Regions from separate parts of the Mus musculus genome. Here all the other regions are linked to region 2. Evidence: chromatin contacts called from public HiChIP or PLAC-seq and promoter capture Hi-C data. All regions are on one chromosome and are shown on one strand. Each heading gives the region's core, a stretch centred on a gene start, on an enhancer-like site or on the middle of the called end of the contact. The rest is flanking DNA. Distances are from core to core; before and after follow the strand shown.

What was found. Promoter capture Hi-C pulls out the DNA fragments that hold promoters and counts their contacts. HiChIP or PLAC-seq counts read pairs in DNA pulled down with a chosen protein or histone mark.
Region 1: a promoter capture Hi-C map of hippocampal neurons shows a contact between it and region 2, with 22 times the contacts expected there. The contact joins the enhancer-like site here to the promoter of Thumpd2 in region 2. A contact is called at or near these places in 10 of 39 promoter capture datasets (the 3T3-L1 cell line, the C10 cell line, the HPC-7 cell line and 6 more) and 2 of 484 Hi-C or Micro-C datasets (cortical neurons and embryonic fibroblasts).
Region 3: a contact with region 2 is called in a FOXA1 HiChIP or PLAC-seq map of pancreatic cancer cells. The contact joins the promoter of 4933407O12Rik here to the promoter of Thumpd2 in region 2. A contact is called at or near these places in 2 of 39 promoter capture datasets (the HPC-7 cell line and pre-B cells) and 1 of 115 datasets of contacts at active chromatin or transcription factors (pancreatic cancer cells).
Region 4: a contact with region 2 is called in a promoter capture Hi-C map of hippocampal neurons, with 12 times the contacts expected there. The contact joins the enhancer-like site here to the promoter of Thumpd2 in region 2. A contact is called at or near these places in 8 of 39 promoter capture datasets (the 3T3-L1 cell line, 3T3-L1-derived adipocytes, the C10 cell line and 4 more), 1 of 484 Hi-C or Micro-C datasets (cortical neurons) and 1 of 9 other capture datasets (embryonic stem cells).

Annotation. Positions count from the first base shown.
Region 1 is chr17:83,002,647-83,005,773 of GRCm38.p6, reverse strand. No RefSeq gene overlaps it. Among named protein-coding and RNA genes, the nearest start is that of Gm4601, 48 kb to the right of the region's middle. Within about 2 kb of position 1,548, at least 1 of the 459 cell types and tissues checked has an H3K27ac peak or open chromatin away from gene starts, as enhancers often do. A contact at or near this core is called in hippocampal neurons, where this site is marked.
Region 2 is chr17:81,063,404-81,066,614 of GRCm38.p6, reverse strand. It overlaps Thumpd2 (THUMP domain containing 2), which reads left to right and starts at 1,530. Exons shown (of 10, transcript NM_028138.1): 1 at 1,530-1,680. The coding sequence starts at 1,555.
Region 3 is chr17:80,060,811-80,063,949 of GRCm38.p6, reverse strand. 4933407O12Rik reads right to left here and starts at 1,728. Exons shown (of 2, transcript XM_006525248.3): 1 at 1,378-1,728; 2 at 488-1,277. The coding sequence starts at 1,710. The coding sequence ends at 1,152. Hnrnpll (heterogeneous nuclear ribonucleoprotein L-like) reads left to right here and starts at 1,682. Exons shown (of 13, transcript NM_144802.4): 1 at 1,682-2,293. The coding sequence starts at 1,958.
Region 4 is chr17:82,856,092-82,859,105 of GRCm38.p6, reverse strand. All of the region lies in intron 4 of Gm34265 (a long non-coding RNA gene), which reads left to right. Among named protein-coding and RNA genes, the nearest start is that of Gm41629, 14 kb to the left of the region's middle. Within about 2 kb of position 1,390, at least 27 of the 459 cell types and tissues checked have an H3K27ac peak or open chromatin away from gene starts, as enhancers often do. A contact at or near this core is called in cortical neurons and hippocampal neurons, where this site is marked.

The DNA of each region.
Region 1 (3,127 bases), core at 299-2,798, 1.9 Mb before region 2:
AGGATGAATGAAGTCTTCTGAGATTCCCCACTCCATACATTGGCATACCAATTGATCCTGTCATTTTCAGGTCTTGTTTAAGCAAATATGTTGTTGAAATGTTCTGGGTCTAGCTTCCCTGTAGTATATAGAAGGCACTACCTCCTAGTTGGTGTCCCATCCTGGGCCTCTGACCCTTACCCCCTCCCCTTCTGCAGTGTTCCTTAAACTTTAGGTGTAGGGATTTTGTTGTAGATGTATCAGTTGGGGCCGGAACATCACAGTCAGTTGTTCTGAATTTTGAGCAGTTGTGGCTTCCTGTAATGGTCTCTGTCTGCTGACAAGAGAAGCTTCTTTGGTGAGGAGTGAGAGGTGTACTTAGGTAACCTTCTGTGGTGGTTTGAATATGCTTGGCCCAGGGAGCAGCACTATTAGGAGGCGTGGCCTTGCTGGAGGAAGTGTGTCATGTTGGGATGGGCTTTAAGACCCTTACAGCTGCCTAGAGACAGTCTTCTCCTGTTAGCCTTCAGGTCAAGATGCAGCACTCTCAGCTTCCTCTGCACCATGCCTGCATGGATGCTGCCATGCTCATGCCTTGATGATAATGGACTGAACCTCTGAACCTGTAAGCCAGCCCCCAATTAAATGTTGCCCTTATAAGAGTTGCCTTGGTTGTGGTGTCTGTTCCCAGCAGTAAAACCCTAACTAAGACACCTTCATTCTCTTTATTTCTTATTTTATTTTGTGTGTGAGTGTTTTGTCTGCCTGTATATCTGTTCACCAAGTGTGTACCTGGTGACTGGAAATGTCAGAAGAGGGTCTTAGATCCCTTGGAACTGGAGTTGTAGATGATTGTGAACTACCATTGGGAAATGAACTCTTGGGGTCTTCTGGAGAGTAGTCAGTGTACCTAACCACTGGGCCATCTGTCTAGTTCCCCCTTTTCTTCATATTTTAAGGGAGATCTTTAGAAACCACATTTCTGTAAGCATTTTGGTAGGATAGGCAGGCTGTTGATAATTTCTCTTTATTTTCTTTCATCTGAGCATGTTTTGATTTTTCCTTCGTTTCTGAAGGACATTTTAAATGTTGCTCTGCATGGATAGTTCTTTTCTGTTAGCACAGGGAAAATGTAACTGTTTCCCCTGCTTCCTGGGATTTTTGGTAAGGAATCCTTTGTGGTCCTGATTATCTCTACCCTGTAGGGAAGGTGTCATCTGTCTCATACTGATTTCAAAATTCTCCCTTTGATTATAATTTTTTAGATGGTTGACTGAGCTCTGTTTTGCTGTGGATTTCTCTGGCTCTGTTCCTGTGGGAGGAAGTGGGGGTGGGCAGCCTCATTAGCATTAGCTGAGAGTGGAAATATATGATCTCTATTTGGCCTTGTGTGTGTGAATTGGGGATGGGTCAGAGGGTGTGTGTGTGTGTGTATGTGCATGTGCGTGTGTGATATTTGACCACAATAAAGTTAGCTACAATGCCTTTCGCTTGGTCCTTTGCATATAGGAAACAGGCTTTTTTTTTCTGTATGTGCTTTTATGTTGCTAGCTTGCTCAGCATCCAATCTGGCATGCAAGAGGTAAAAACAAGGCTCAGATAGCTCCATGCCTTTGAATCATTCTTTTATCCTCAGGGCATAAGCTGATACTTGTTTTCCTTCTTATGTTTAGAGTCTTAGAGTCTTGTTTCTAAATAAGATTCAGGGTTTCTACTTCTTAGGCAGGAGGAGGGCAGGCATATTCACTGCCTGTTCCAGGCATCCTCAGTGTGAGAAGAGGGTTTGCAGTGGCCAGAGCCTGTATCTCAGCTTTGTTGAGCAACACGTGTTGCTAATTACTTTTTTATGGGAATACAACCACCATGTATATAGAGGGAATAACTGTACTTTATCCTCTCTCTCTCTCTCTCTCTCCCCCCTCCCGCTCCCCCTCCCCCTCTTCCCCCCTGTCTTCCTCTCTCTCTCTCTCTCTCTCTCTCTCTCTCTCTCTCTCTCTCTCTCTCTCTCTCTCTCTCGCTCTCTCTCTCTCAGACAGTGGACCATGCCAGGAAATTTGGTAGGTTGAGCAGGTTCAGAGTCCCCTGCACCTAGACACACCTGAGATGGGAGGCAGCTCTGTTCCCTACCAGATTCCTGGCCTGGAACACGCGCCACATTTCCCACATAAGGAAACACGATGGTCCTGTAGCCCAAAACAGAGTTCTCCATGCTAATGAGGTATCTTGCGGCCCCGAGGGTTTAGACAATAAGCTTCCCTTCCTGGATATTCCTCTGTGCAAAAGGTATTTAATCTCTGGTCCATGATATGCATCCATTTTTCCATGATAAACAGTTTGGAACTAAAGACTCTCTCTTGAGAGAACTGCTGTGGGGAGCACGGAGAAGGCCTTGGCCTACAGAGCTGCAGCCTAACTTTCCCTCAGATGACAACCATCGCCAAGCTAAGGGCTTGTGCAGATGAGCTTAGTCAGAGCTCCCATTTTCCTGGTCCCAGTCTCGTTGTGGGGCCCTTGGACCTGGGGCACTTTGTTCCTGACTCCCCTGTGTGGTTTTCCGCCTTGACTGAGTACCTGAGAATCAGGGGACCCCAGATTCGGCCTACCACATCCTAGGATGTGTTTTCCCAACCCCTGAGTGGTGTCTCAGCTGAGCTTCCTTAAAAAGCTACGACGTCCTACAATGACGACCCATGCTGGATGACGCAGTCTGAGCGCTCCAAGTTCCACCTGCCCAAGAGGCATATCCCACGGACCCACGTGTGTGTGTGTGTGTGTGTGTGGTGTGTGCGCGAGTGTGCGTGTGCATGTGTGTGCCTGCACATGTGTGTGCCTTCGCATGTGTACATGTGTGTACAGAGATACACATGGAGGTCAGAAGTCGATGCTGAGTGTCTTTCTCTATCGTTCTCCACTTTGTTTTTTGAGATGAGTCTTTTGCTGAGGCTGGAGTTCACCCAATTGGCTAGGCTAGCTGGCCAGTGAGCCCCAGCGATCCCTAAGATTACAACTCCAAATCACCAGGCTTGGTTCTTACATAGGTGCTGGGGATCAACACAAGCGTTCTTCATGCTGGGCAGCAAGCACTGAGCCAACTGAGCCTTCTCAACGGCTTCAATCCTTTATTTTAGTCTCCACTTTACCAAAGTTG
Region 2 (3,211 bases), core at 281-2,780:
AGAAACTCCTTCCCGGCTTAGGGAATGGTGCCACCCACAGTGGGCTGTGTCAGTTAGCAAGACAAACCTCCAGAGACGTCAGCACAAGCCAACCTGATCCAGTTGATTCCTCGGTTGAGGACTATAAGTGATTTTAAGTTGAAGCAAGTCGAAAAAAAAACCTAACCACCCTAGGCAATTATAGCAATCTTCCTAGCTGAGAGAGACTTCCTGTGTTGGTCTTTCTTTTAGTCTTATGCCAATGAATTGCATCCAATTCAGCACCAAACTAACTTATTACCTACCGAGAGTAAGCCTGTGTATGACTATGGTATCCGGATGAATGAAACTATCATCTCCCCAGGAATTTCGCAGCCTAAAACATCTGCATTCTGATAGTCAATTGCATGCATTAAACACCTTTGAAATTAAGGGAATCGACAATCACATCAAAACAGGGAGAAACTGTGAAGCAAATGTCTCACAGCTACTCCAGTTTAAATGTGCATCTTGAGGTGAGATAAAAATGACTAAAATTTATTATAGAAATATACAGAACTGACAAACATGAAAGAGAATTAAAGTCTGTCCGTTCTAAAATTGTTTCTGTTGACTTCCAACTTCCTCGATGTTGAATAAGTAATATTCAAATGGCAGATTGCAGCTGGGTAAGTTAAATTCATCTGAAGGCATCTGAGACTATTTTTTTAGTACAGACTATGTATGTATGTGTGTATGCACGCACATGTATGTATATGCAGGAAAATATGTGTGCGGCGTACATGTGCATGTGTACACATAGAGGCCAGAAGACAACCTCAGGTATCCTTCCTCAGGTGTTGTCCCTCTTTTATTTTTAATTTTTGGGGACAGGTCTAGGGTGAGCCACCAAATGAAACAACTTAGAGCTGACCTTTGGAAACGCTCAGGTGACGGGACTCCATAAGGAACTTGGCTCTACTGCCCCAACCCTTCAGGAGCTGACCACTGGTTAAGGGGCAAGAGAATGTCAGTTACCCACTGGCATTCATTTCTGGACCTGGAGAAATATTCCTCTAACAGTTTCTAATATCTGATTCAATATAGAACTACATAGCTAATTTAATGTTGTTGAATTAGAGATAGATTTTTATTCTATCTATATCAAATTTTGTCATTTTAAAACTCAAGAGGTTTTTCTTTAAAAAAAAAAAAAACCATTCAAATACCGTCACTAGCTCAAATCGATTAGACTAAACTGGATGGCACATTCATTATTTACCTATGTGATTGGCCAGATTCAAGAAATGTAACAAGTGTCGGGAACACAAAGACATTTTGCTGGAGAACAAGAATTTCTTCTCTTGATCCTGAGTTCACCGGTTCGGCCCAGTCTTAGATGAAGACAGTAAGGACAGCATCCCCAGGACCCTTGACAATCAGAGATGCCTGGCTGCAGGAGGCTCGCTGTAGTTTCCGGGACGCCCCATAGAGGGCGGGCCTGCAAAGGCGACGCTCCGGTGCGCGTTCCACTGAAGGCTCCCAGGCGCGCTCCCGAGCTCACGTGACCGGGTCTCGGGGTCGCGCCTGAGCGCCATGGCTGTAGCCCAGGCAGACCCGGGTTCTGACCCCGCTGGCGGCGCCCGGTTCTTCTGCACCGCGGGCCGCGGCCTGGAGCCGTTCTTGATGCGGGAGGTGCGCGCGCGGCTGGAAGCCACGCAGGTGAGTCGGGCTCACCGTGCTCGGGGGGAGCCACGCTCGCCCCGGGTCCCCTCTTGGCACCAGCGTGGGGCTCAGGCCCGGGAAGGACTTGTGAGCACCCCATCCTTGGCGTGCAGTGGGCCCCATCCGGGACCTTTGATGACTGCTGAGAGCAACCGGCTGCTCTGGTGGTTTCGTTCTTTATCCAGTATGGTCACTGTATATCTGTCACAGCCAAAGTTTTAAACAGAGGGGTGCGGAAGCCACTTTTGTCTGGGATTCCTTAAAAAGAAACTATGACATGGCAATAGCTAGAGTTAGAATCCTTCCTTTATACCTTAAATGCAGATATACTTCCCGGGCTTACTTGTTTGAGTCTTGTTACTTGACAAGCTTGGGTTTTACATTGTAGGAGGACTGTGAGACATGCCCAGTACACCCACAACACACGTGGTAAACAGAAGCTAGAACAAGAACTCTCCCCTGCTACCCGTGCGTTTCAATGAGTGACTAGTGAACAAATTCCAAACGTACCAGGATGTGCAAACTGAGTTCTTGAAAACACAGGGAAAGGATGTAATAGGATAGGTCGGGACTTTTGTGTGTGACATGTTCTTGGAAAGGGGAAGCTTGCTAAAACCAAACTAGCTGTTCGCCTCTGGGGAGCAGTGTTCGAAGCCCACAAAAGGAGTCTCTGCCACGGTGAGGATCCAGATGGAGATGGTGGAGATGCAGATGGAGATGATAGAGGTGCAGGTGCAGTGGGGAGAGTTGCCAAGACTAGCATTTAATCTAAATAAATTTAATCTAAATTAAATATCTAAATAATAACCTCCGCATTCATCAAGGATTTAAAGTTTGTTGGGTTTTTTTGTTTGTTTGTTTTGGTTTTAATTGTGTGTGTTCTCATACTAGTGAAAGCGTGAACCATCAGCTCATCTCCCTGGAGCTGGAGTAACTGGTGATTGTGGGCTGCCCTGCGTGGGTGCTAGGATGCAAACATGGTTCCTCTACAAGACTAATACCCAGTCTTAACCAGGTGAATCCAGTGATGTATTCAAGTTACACAATTACAAAATGATGTTGGTGATATTCAGATTCTGAAATCAAGCATAACTATATAATGTCCAACCCAGCCACATGTGGGCATATACATGTTGCAGGGCACTTGATCACACTGTGAACCCCAAGATTGTGCTATTTACTGAAAAAACAAAAACAAACAAACATGTTTCTATTTGTGGTCTGGCTCAGCCCTTAGCACATACCTTTAATCCATCTGGCTGGAATACAGGCATGCCCTTAGCACACATCTTTAAGCCCAAACAATGAAAGTCAAGTTAGTTTGTAGAAGGAGGCAGCCATGTTTGAAAGTGATGTCTAATTGAATGGCAGACAAGGTGACGAATCAGAGAAAGATTTCACAGAACAAGGACATGCCCAACTCACAAGAGAAGAGAGAGGAAAGGGAAGCTACTTGAACAGGGGCAGAGAGAGGAGGAGGAGGAAGAGGAGAAGGAAGAAGAGAAGGAGGAAGAGGAGGAGGAGGAGA
Region 3 (3,139 bases), core at 479-2,978, 1.0 Mb after region 2:
GACATGGTGACTATGAAGGTGTCAGAAGGGAGAGCATCGGATCCCTAGGAAGAGCACCGGGAAGCTCCTATGCTTCCCTGAGGGCTGCACCGCCTCTGCTGAGCCACCTCTCCAGCCCTAAACCTACGCCTTTTAGATCTTAGCTTTTAAAACTTTTGTACCTGAACTTTCTTGCACAGAAACTTTTGCACTGTCAATTTGTATGGAGCATCTGACTCAGACAAAAACTTTTGGGCAAAACTGGTGCAGTGTTTTTCTGACTGCGGATGCAGTTGCTCTCGCTCAGGACGTTTCCTTATCTGTCCCCAGCTCTGCAATTCCTTCTTTGATATTTCTTCGGTACACGTCAGTCTTATCTTAATTTTAAAGACATATTTCTAATTTTCAGTTCTGCAAGCGGCCTCTCTCTCTCTCTCACACACAGTGGTACAGTTTGCAGAAACGCTTAGATTCCTTAGGATTCTAAAATGACAAGCGACGCAAAGTATAAAGGAGAAAGCAACATATGTTAAAAGAACGATCACACATCTTTCTGGGGGAAGAAATGCCTTTGGGGGAAAAAAAACAGGCTAGAGGAGGGAACAACCCACAACTGGGAAAGGAAGAGGTTCAAAACAAGTGCGCAGAACGAATCTTAGTTTTCCAAGGCTTAAAGTAACAGGGCACTTAGGGCGCGGTGGGTTTCTTGCTAGCTAGACACCATAATTTCAACCCAGTAAGTTGGTCACTGAAATCCATTCGGGGGTGGATTGGGTTGGGGTGAACTGTACTGGAACTAGATTATAAAAATGAACACAGTACCTGCCCTTAAGCACGTCCAGTTTTGTTTTGTTTTAAAACAACACCTTTAGTTATTCAAAGGCCTTTTGCAAATAGAAACAGCTAAAAACCTTAAAACAGTCTTTAGGCTTCACAGAGGAAGTGAGTTGTGGGCTGGAAACGAACAGGATTGTGAGAGTTTCCTATTTTGGAAAATGAAGACGATCATTCAGAACAGTGAGAATAGGGGTTTTAGAGGAAGGTTGAGAATATGTAACTGCAGCAGGGACTTGGATAGGTATGTCTGCAGCAATAGGTCCGGTTTGCAGGTCACCTATGCCCTGCGCAGACCTGTGTGCATCATCTCGCTGGCTCGCCACAGTCAGTAACAGCTAACGGTTGTTCTGTTTAGTTAGTGGCGCAGAGTCCACGCGCTTTCGGGGGCTGTGTGTGGTTAGGTGCGCGGAGATTCTCCAGGTTTCCCTCATCTTTTTAAAGATTCTCCAGGTCTCCCTCATCTTTTTAAAATGAAGAAGAAAAGCATTCAAATTAGCGGGAAGGCGGTTAACACCCACAGCCCCGACTCTGCCGAACGCATCGCCGGCTCCTCACATTCACCCGGTATCTCAGCGGCGGCCAGGGCCTAACAGCGCTAACCGCCACGGGGCTGCAACCGCTGCGGAACCGCGCGCAGCGGGCGTTGCACGGTCCCGACCGGAGCCCAGCGAGAGTCCAGGCTGGGATTCTGACGAGCAGTTCTTCCAGCCAATTGGAAGCCAGATCGACTTTCGCTCTTCCAATAGGAGGCGGAAGTTCGGCAAGGGGGCGGAAACTCTCGGGCCCTGGATCCCATCCCGCCCGGCGGCAGTCAAGGCGGGGTGGAGGCTCCGCCTGAGCGGCGGGGAGCGGATCAGGGAGGAGGGAAGACCGGAAGCCACGGCCCGGCCCCATCCTTACTTTCGCGTCCCCCCCGGGGCTGGGAGCCGCGAAGCTGGCGGAGGGAGAGGCTGGAGGCTGGCTGAGAGATAAAGGGAAGCGTCCCCTCAGCCCGCGCTCCCTTCTCAGTCACGGGCTCCTGGAGCGCGCCGCGGAGGACGCCGGGCCAGCTCAGACCCGCGCCGAGGAGGCGCAGCCCGCGGCGGGGACCGATCAGCGACATCTGAGGCCCGTCTCCCGCGCCGTCTCCACCGCCGCCGCCATGTCCTCCTCCTCCTCCTCCTCCCCCAAGGAGGAGACGTACGAGGAGGACCGGGAGTTCGAGAGCCAGGCCAAGCGCCTCAAGACCGAGGAGGGAGAGATCGTCTACTCGGCCGAGGAGAGCGAGAATCGCCAGGAAGCGACGCCTCAGGCGGGGAGCGATAGCGACAGCGGCGGCGGCGACGGAGGCGACGGAGACGGAGGCAGCGGCGGCGGCGGCGACGGCGAGGAAGGCGAAGGTGGAGAAGAAGGCGACGAAGGCGACGGCGATGAGGGAGGGAGCGGCGGCGACGAAGGTGGCAGCGGCGGTGGCCCTCGGAGCATGCCCCTGTCCACGGTAACAAAGCGCGGCGCCGCGCCGCGTCCCTCCAGCAGGGCCCGGCGGCGGGGGTTCGGCCTGGCCGCCTTTGCCGCTGCGTGCACGCCGAGCGCGTAGCTGGCGACTCGGACTGATTCTTTCCTTTATTGCCCACGATCCCCGAATCCCGAATGCCGGCTTTGGGTGGGCTTGGGGTGCCGGGCCTCCCGGAGTCCGGGCCCTGAACTTGGGGAGGGTAGCGGGGTGGGGGCGGCGGGGGCGGGCGGGTGTCGCTTCCGCTCCGGGAGGCTGCGCCGCGCGCCCTCGGCGGGATCCGCTCTTTGTTAGTTGAGCAACTCCGGCTCCGAGGCTGTGCTGGGGACCCGGCCTCCCCGACCCGCATCATCCTCACGCTGGGCAACCATAACGGGAAGGCTCTCGTGGCCTCGTCTCCGTGGGAACCGCGATGCAATGACAAATTGCGCCCTCGTGCTCTCCCCGTAGTTTAGCCCTCGCTAGTTTAATATCTTTCTATAGAAAAGGCTTTGTGGGCATGGGGTTCATTCAGGCCAGGCAATGGCCAAGATAAGTTTTCTTGTTACAGAAATGAGTGGGCCGGTGATCTAAGTGTGTGTGTGTGTGTCTGTCCCTGCTGTCAAATAAAAGGCGTTCAGATGACGAGAGTTCTTCATTCATAATGTACTTCAAGTTTGTCCCCCACAGAAGGAAATGAATGCAGAGCTGTGGGAATTCAGTCACACATTCCTCGAGTCCTCCTTTATCAGAAACGTTTAGCTGGAGGCTGGAGGAATGTGGACAGCGCAACCCACAACTTCAGTTCCATGGAGACTTTAAGGAAACAAACCAATCCGAACGGTTTTGACT
Region 4 (3,014 bases), core at 141-2,640, 1.8 Mb before region 2:
TACCATTCCAGATATCTTATAGAGTTGGATTAATAAACAGCATGGTATTGCCATAAACCGACAGATAGACTAATGGAATAACAACAGAAATGCCCAAACATGACTGCATGCAGCTACAGCTGACTGATCTTTGACAAATGTGCCACAAATACACATTGGGAAAAGACAGCATCATCAATAAACTACTGGAAAAATGAGATGTTTGCATGAAGAAGAACAAACTGGACCCAAATTTATCACCCAGCACAAAAATGAGCTCTGAACGGATCAGAGACCTCAATGTGAAACTTGAAACACGGAAACTGCCAGGAGGAAGCAATCATAGGCAGTGCCCAAAAAGATAGAGCTGTCTGTAACGACCCTCTGTCCAGGACTCTGTCAGCTCAGGAATTAACCATTGACCAGTGGGTTTCACTGTGTAGCCCTGGCTGTCCTGGCTCTCACTCTGTACAGCCAGGATGTCGGGGATTGGTCTGCCTTTGCCTCTCAAGTGCTGGGATTAAAGGTGTGGACCACCATCGCCCAGCAGCCAGCAGCCCATCTTTCTATTCCAGACTAGAACCAGGTCTAGTGTTCTTATCTTGTCTGTAGTGAGACTCCCTTCCTATTCAGTGTGCGGTGTCTATAGAATGAGACATGGAGGCAGATAAAATAAAATGAAAACACTGGTTCTCAACCTTCTTAATGCTGTGACCCTTCAATATAGATCATCATGTTCTGGTGACCCCAACCAAATAAAATTGTTTTCATTGCTACGTCATAGCTGTAATTTTACTACTGTAAAATAGCCATGTTTTCTGATGGTCACGGCCCCCAGCTTTAGAACCATTGGTCTAGGAGGTGTGATAGCTGATGGGTATCTGAGAATGGGCGTTTGCTTTAAACCTTTAACTTTTAAAGTGCTCTAGCACGGGAGACTTATTTCCATGACATTTTTTTTTTTTTTAAAAAGAAGAAAGCCTGCTGCTTGTGGACCTGTGAAATAAAGGCATTATGTTCTCAAGCAGAAAACCTGCCTTCCCCAAGAGACACGTACCTGGCCATATTAAAAAGGATTTCCATAGGCATCTGTTTCTCAGATGTGGTCCTAAAGCCTCAGGGGTCAGAAATGTAGACTGCTGGAATCTGGGGGGTGTGGGAGGTGCTTGCAGGGAGCCTCTCACTGGACTGTTTCCCTTGGCCCCCGGCCTCTGTTTCTCACACAGTGATCTCAGACTGTGCATGCTTTCCTACCTGTCTTTCTTTGGTATGGAACCCCCAAAAGACCCTTTGGTCAGGTACCACAATTCTTCCCGAGTACAGAGGAAAATCAAGATGAGGGAGGAGCCTCGTGTAAGGGAAAGGCTCGGGGTAACAGAAGCAGAAACATATGCGCATTTCATCCAGCAGGGGGCAGTGAGATCACGTGGCTACACTAAGCGAGGCAACCCAGACCCCAGGACCAAAGCTGAGAGCTGCTTTTGCTCTCCAAGGTGGATTCCAGGACCTGGTACCTGCCATCGCTCAAGCCCTCCGCAGGTTTTGTAAGAGCTTTTTCCATTTGATAATTTATAGGAACACTACTTGCTTCCCTTCTGTCCAGTGGCTTATTTAGAATGGCTGAGCACGTTTTAATAAATCAGCAACCCTCCAAATGTGAAGGGAAATAAAATGTTTTGCAGCCCGGGGACGGCGAGGGTTTGTCTGCCTTGAGCACTCCTGTGACAGGACGATCAAATAAAGACAAGGTTGTGGTTTTGATCTCTCTGGAGGCTGATTACTTTGTTCTATTGTGTGGTCAAAGGCCTCACTACCAATGTGTTTAATCACCTAGAAATGCTTGCTTTGCATCTAGGAGGTCAGCTGTGTTGCAGGGTCAGAGAAATTTACTAGGGCTAGGGAAAAAGTTCGGTCTTAACATGATGCAGTCGCTGTTTAAAAATCTCTCTCCTTGAAGGTGATAGACAACGCCTGTGAAAGTAATGGAGTGGTGTTCAAATCCATTCGCTGTTCCTGTGATAATTCACTTGCACACAGGGAGAGTGGGTTTTGCCATTTGAAAACACAGTCAATTCTCTCTGCTTCAGTGGATCATCTCTATAGGATCTTATCTTCTCTCCCTTGGTTGGTCTCAGAGAAGGGCAGAGGTCGAGAAGAGCCTGGGAAGAAAGAGCCGATAGAAACGACATCCTTCTCACTCCACTGCCTTTTAAAGTCACTTGTCATTTTGCATGAGCTCTTCTCCCTGCGACAGGTATGCGGGTCAAATGGCTTCTTCAAGAGGATACCCAGAACTCCTCACCCTGCGTGCCTCATAGATGAAAGTCCACCTTTCTTTTTTGCTTCATTTTGTACTGCCCCAGAGAGCCCTGTCTCATGGTCCTTCACCTCAGTAGCTCTGCCAAAAACATACTCAGTTTTGCAAGCCAGATTTCCAAGATCCATGCCCGACACCTTACTTCTCTTGACTTCTTGTTTCACTACCAAATCTCAGTAACTCTGTTGTCTTTAAATATAACGTTCCCTCATCTGTGTCACCACCCCTTTTTTCTACGATGTCTCCATTTCTTCTGGACATGTTAGTAACCTCCACTGGTTACTAACAACAATAAATGTATCCACTATTATCCTTTTGCAAATGAAGCTTGTGTTGCTCCGGCCACAAGGTTGCCCCAGAGCAGGTCTGTTAATGTTTTTCCTATATAGGATCAGGACCAATCTACCATTAATAACTCTTCTCTGAACCGGACATGGAAGCAGAGGGAGCATGCTTTGATGCACCGAGACACCATGCAATCCCTGTATCAAGTATCTCACGCTCCTGGTCACACACTGACTTAGGAACAGAATACTATGGGGCACTGTCTCATTCTGCTGTGAGCAGGAGAGACACTACAGGCAGAGGGAGAGGAGGTGAGGCTCCAGGCAAGCTTCATGGAGCTCTCTGCAGGAGACAGGCTTGTTCAGAGCTTAGAGTTGTCTACTAGGGAATAAAGTCTCTTCTTTGGGGGATTCGGAATCTAGAGTGCTGGGAC